Regions from separate parts of the Sus scrofa genome. Here region 1 is linked to region 2. A link is a contact called in public HiChIP or PLAC-seq data. All regions are on one chromosome and are shown on one strand. Each heading gives the region's core, a stretch centred on a gene start, on an enhancer-like site or on the middle of the called end of the contact. The rest is flanking DNA. Distances are from core to core; before and after follow the strand shown.

Region 1 (2,790 bases), core at 55-2,554, 400 kb after region 2:
CTCAGCCTCCCAGAAAGGTGTCCTGACCCCCCTGCCCAGCCCCTGACCCCGAGGTTGGGTTCAGCAGGCAGAAGGCTTTCTGTGCTGTGCAAAAGAGCTAGAGGGCCCTGCACTGCACTGCATGCCTGGATTTTCACAGCCTGGAGTCCTGCTGATCCCCTTCCTGTGGAGATGCTGTTTGGCTTGTCCTGCTGATTTTAAAGTGAGAAGCGGGAGGACCTTTCAACTGGAATCGCATTTCCACTTCCCCGTCTCCCCCGTACACCATCACTCAGTAAAAATAGCTAATTTTAAAATGGCTGCTCTTATGATGGACGAGATTAATGGATCTTGAAGAGCAGCCAGTATACCAACTGCTCCTGCAGCCATGATGAAAGCTAATAATGTAGAAAATTCTGCCAATTCCTTTAATTCATGAATATTTAAGCCTGTGAAAAATCTGTCAGATTATATCATTTTTTTCTGGTGATTTTCCGCCTAAGTACATTCGTGGCAGCCTGCCAGTTGCTCAAGAAACTTCAGCGGGAGCAAAATCGTTTTTGTTGTTGTTGTTATTACTACAGGGTGTCGTCTTCCTGCTGAATTTATGCCCCCTCCCCGTCCCAGGACAGAGTCAGGTTCACGAGACACAGTCACAGGCAACTCCTGGGATTTACCTCCACAGGCCTAGATCCTTCTAACCCAAAGGCTGCCAGGCGCCTTTGCGATCAGAGCCATGATTTTCAAATTGTGTTCCCCGGTACTCTAGGGTTCCCCCAAGGGGTCACTGGAGGGGCCAGACTGGAAAGACTGGGTGGATGGGGCTGTGGAACATGCCCTCGCTTCATCAAGCCGTTCCGCTTTCTGCACTGAGGTTCCATGTAATTGCTCCCTGGGAAGAAATTAAAAAGGGGTTGGGAAACCACCCTTTGGCCCACCCCCCTCAAATAACTGATGGAGAAACTGAACCCCCTCAAGGATAAGTCGTTTGTCCCGGTCACATAGAACATGAGCCACGGCACCAAGCCAGTGCTCTCACCTTTCCAGCACCTTCTAGCCAACCCCTTGACTGCCCAGTGCAGTCTGTGTGGGGCAAGCAGGAAGCCCAGCTCAGACGGGGTGGCCACATCTCCCCAGCCACCATGGACGGGCCTCTCTGGGAAGCCAAGATGTTTCCTCGCAGAAACAAGAGACAGACAATGAGCATGGTTAGCGGTGGGGAGGGAGGGGCAGCCCACTTCAGAGATGATTATCATTCAGGGACTTGGCGGGAGGAAGGAGCGAGCTGCTTTTTATAGGAACTCCAGTTCCTCGTTTCGTTCCCCTCGGGTGATTCTCCAAAGAAAGCCGGCTCGAGTCAGCTGGCAGCGGAGCCAGGAGGAGGCAGCAGCAGGGCTACGATGGCCTGAGTTCAACACTCGCCCCAGCTGGTCACGTCCTCACCGGGGCGGCCCAGACTCTGCCAGCAGCCCAGGTCAGCCCCCATCCAAAATCAACAAGTCTTTTGTGCTTCTCCTTTAGACACGGTATAATTACAGCAAACATGCATTGGCGGTGAGCAGCGAGCATGAGGCAACTGTTGAAGGATCTCAGATGCGCTGGCGGCAGGTCCTGGAGAGCAGCGCGAGGAACCGCAGCTCCAGTTGGCCCGTGCTGGCCCCGAGAACAAGGGATTTGCAGAAGTCATGAGTGGTGTGTTGGCACGGCATCCACTCCATGCCGTTCATCAGTTATTTCCTTGATCGTGGGTTGCGTTTTACCACCAAGCCAACCGACTGACTCATGCATCAGTTACTTAAAAAATAAATAAATACTCGGGGCCGGCTGTGCCTGCCGAGCTAAACACGTCAGGCTGCAGACAAAATGGGCCCCTGCTGCTTTCCCGGGTGGTTTCATTTTTCCTCTTTTTGTCTTCTTGTTTGAAAACTATGAAAGTGAAACCGCACACCTCCCCTCTGCGAGCCGCTCCATTCCCACGGTGGCTGGAGATGGGGGGGCAGGGCATTAACATCACCCCCAGCAGTGTTCCTGCTTCCATACACCAGGCTGGAACCCAGGCCCTGTGCAGGGAGGGGGCTGATGTGGGGTGACCTCAGCTTGTGGCCCAGAACCCACCCAGGTATGGCTGGCTTTATCCTCTCAACAGATTTATGAGGAAGATAGCAAAGAAATAAAAGCTTCTCGGTGTAACATTCATGCTCTGGGCCCACGCTTAGTAAGTGGCCGAGTTGGGGTTTGAACCCAGATTTGTCAGATTCCAGTGCACTTCTCCTTCCTGGACTCACCGTTCTATGAAGACTGAACATTTGGAGTGAGGTCCATGGGCTTGTTTATAGGATGACATGGTCCTTGGCCCCCACCAGGCTGACATTTAAGCTGGGGAGGCACACAGTCAAGGCTAAATTAGACAATTGATGGTTTCTCTGCCATTGTGGTTAGCACCTCAAGGAGAAGTACAGGCTGTTATAGCATGGGATGGAGGGCCCCGCCTGGCCTGGCCTGGGAGGCCTGAGGGATGAGTAGGAATTAAGTGGGCAAAGCATTCCAGGCAGAGGGAATGGCAGGACCAAAGGCCCTGAGGCCAAGAAGATGGTGTGCTGGGTGCTGATGGACACCCAGGGAGCCTGGAGCACATGGGGTGAGCAGGCCTTAAGGGTAGAGAACTGGGCAGGGGCCTCAAAGGCCAAGGGAACAGTGGAGGGCTTTATCCTAACAGCAAGGGGCAGCCATTGATGGGTTTTAAGCAGTGGCATACAGAGGTATGAGTTTTTTAAAGGATCCCCTTGGTTGCTTTTTTTTTTTTTTTTTTTT
Region 2 (2,769 bases), core at 94-2,593:
TCCCAGATGGTGAGCGTGCTGGCCTCGCCGCCCACGATGAGCGTCCGTCCATCAGGGAGCAGCTTGCAGGAGCGGATATAGTTGTCCCTGTTCTGGAGGGAGAAGGGGCAGTGCTCAGGGCCACCCAACCCCCTCCTCCCGGGGGCATCACATCCAGCAGCACCCTTATCACTTCTGCTCACTTCTTGCCCTTATTCACGGCAGTTCCAGGAAGCTGCCAGGCCATCTCCATTCCTCATTTATAACCTTGCAAACTTTCAGTCATCTCCTCGTAAGGCCCTGCAGGTCAGTATCATCTCCATTTACAGATGATGAAAGTGGGCCTCAGAGAGGTTTGCCGGTTTGCCCAATGTTGCCCAGCCAATACAGGGTCGAGCCCGGCCAGGTCGATGGGGGTGTGCCCCCGGCCCAGGTTGCCCTGCTCTCCTGGCTGGAGATGCCCAGAGCCCCAGGATCCTCACCAGACAGTCCAGCTGGGAGATGGGGCTCTTGCTGCCTGGCTGGCTGATGTCCCAGATCTTCACGCAGCCTTTGCCACCAGTGTAAACGTGCCGCGTGGGGTTGCTGATGGTCACAGCGCACACCACCTCCCCGTGGCTGAGTGTGTTGATCTGCCGGGCGTGCCTGGGGATGTTGGGGCCTGCCAGGGCGTCGTGGGGGAAGGGCACGGGCTGCATCTGCCCATCAGCACTCACGTGGAAAGAGTACGCTCTAGAAGGGGGAGAACCATCACTCCTGGCATCTCTAATCCTCTAACGGTTCCCAGGGGTTCTGCCTGGATTGACTGGTCCCACCCCCTGCCTCCAGGTGCTCCCTCCCCAGATCCTAGGGAAGCCGGTACCCTGGCCTCCTCCGTCTGGCTCTGCCAGGGTGGAGAGTGCTTCATAACCCTGCCTTGACCTCTACTCCTGCTTACCCAGCCTTGCTGCCAACCAGGTGGCTAACCCCACACTGCCTTGGGACAGCCTTTCCTACCAGCTACAGAATCCTTAACACAGGGATCCTGGAAACGATGCCGTCTGAATGCTTCCCCCCGTCGCCCAGGAGCCAGTGATATTAGGAAGGAAAATTGGCTCCTCAAATGAATCATCATCACTTGAACACATCGTCATCATCAAATGAATCATCATCAAATGAACACATCACAGCCGGGCCTGAGCGGGCATGGTCTGCCTACTGGTTTAGGTCACAGTGGGCACCAGCTGGGGGCGGAACCCCCGGGAGCCCCCAAGACGGGGGCATGGCACCAGCTCCATGGCATCTGGATGGGAGAGCCTGGCATCTGAAGTGTCCCTTCTCTCTCAGAGCCCAGGGACTACAGCCTCAACCCCAACCTCCCTCATTCCCTTTCAGAGGGAGCCTGGGGCTGAGCAGGAGTGTGGCCAGGCAGCCATTGCTGGCACTGCAGCCTGGCCTGGGGGCGCCTTTCCTGGGGGGGGTGGTCTCCCAGGGCAGGGAAGAAGTGGATGGGTGGTATGCTCACCCCCGCCCTCCCCAAGAAGCGTACAACAAATACAAATACAGCCAGAGCTTACGGTTTTCCACCAGGAATAGAGGCAAGGCTTGAGGGCAGGCCCGTGGCCCGCATGGGAGGGTGAGGGTCAAAGCCAACCTGTAAAGCAAGACAAGGCCCTCAGTGAGGGTGCCGCCACGCATCCCCCACCACACATGCCCCACCCCGCCTTCCTCCTGCACTGCTTCCCCCTCAGAACCTGAGGGGCAGCCAAGCAGAGCAGAGCCCCTTGTTCCAGAGAGAACACATGCCCAGGAGGGTCACGTGCCTTTCCCAGGACAATGGCAGGGACAGGGTGACAGTCCAGACCCTCAGACTCTGAACCAGGATCTTCCACCCCCACCCTCCGCTCGTTCTCCCTGTTCTGCAAGACAAGCTGATCCCTGTCCCCTCTCCTGGTGTCCCAGCAGGCCATGTAGAGAAGAGACCACCACCCCATGTTCAGGAGGTCAGGAGAGAAACTGCCCCTGCCAACCCAAGTGCTGAGCAGTAACAGCAGACACATCTTTGTGTACCTGGCAGCCCCATTTGCCAAGGAAACTCACCTCACTCACTGCGGGGATTCCCATTCCCACAGAGCCCAGAAAAACAGGTGTCAGCCTCGATTTCCACATGGAAAGGGAGGCTGTGTTGCATGAGGTCACAGGGTGACTAATGGGCAAGCAGGATGAGACCCAGGTTTGCTGAGCCCCAAGTGTGTGTTCCTGTCTTGTTTCTAATAAACAGTCTACCCGAAAGGCAGCGACGTGGTCACCAGGAAGGGCATCCCTAACCCACTCCAACTTCCCCATTCAGGGCCCGGTCCCCCCAAAAAAGGAGCCAAAAGGTCTACGTACAGCTCCAAAGCTCACCATTGGCGATCGGCCATAGGCGGCAGCAGCGGCAGCGGCAGCCGCGCTCATCTGGGGTGGGATGTTGTGCAGGCCGGCATAGGCGCTGGGGCTGGTGAGGGAGCCGTTCATCTCGTGGTGGCTCATCATGGCAAAGGGCGCAGCATAGGAGCTGGTGATGGAGATGGGTGTGCGCAAGGCAGAGGCTGCAAGGAGTTGGGCGTCAGCTGGGAGATGCTGTCAAGGGCAGTGGGCCCCATCCCTCCATCCAGGAAAACACCCAGGCCACCAGGTTGCCTCCTAGCCCAGCAGCCATACTTCCTGCGTTCTAAAGCTGTCTTCTCCAGGCAGTCCTCCCAGATGGAACCCACCAGCCCAAGAAGGTGTGAGTTGAGAGATGTGCCCACCTCTAGAGCAGGACTCAGA

The links. HiChIP or PLAC-seq counts read pairs in DNA pulled down with a chosen protein or histone mark.
Region 1: a contact with region 2 is called in an H3K27ac HiChIP or PLAC-seq map of alveolar macrophages. The contact joins two enhancer-like sites. A contact is called at or near these places in 2 of 47 Hi-C or Micro-C datasets (both in liver) and 1 of 2 datasets of contacts at active chromatin or transcription factors (alveolar macrophages).

What each region holds. Positions count from the first base shown.
Region 1 is chr1:168,211,102-168,213,891 of Sscrofa11.1, forward strand. The region is part of intron 1 of LOC110262000 (a long non-coding RNA gene); the gene reads right to left. Among named protein-coding and RNA genes, the nearest start is that of UACA, 240 kb to the right of the region's middle. Within about 2 kb of position 1,305, at least 45 of the 83 cell types and tissues checked have an H3K27ac peak or open chromatin away from gene starts, as enhancers often do. A contact at or near this core is called in alveolar macrophages, where this site is marked.
Region 2 is chr1:167,814,433-167,817,201 of Sscrofa11.1, forward strand. TLE3 (transducin-like enhancer protein 3) reads right to left here. Exons shown (of 20, transcript XM_021100790.1): 13 at 2,365-2,549; 14 at 1,536-1,612; 15 at 462-711; 16 at 1-92. Among named protein-coding and RNA genes, the nearest start is that of TLE3, 40 kb to the right of the region's middle. Within about 2 kb of position 1,344, at least 4 of the 83 cell types and tissues checked have an H3K27ac peak or open chromatin away from gene starts, as enhancers often do. A contact at or near this core is called in alveolar macrophages, where this site is marked.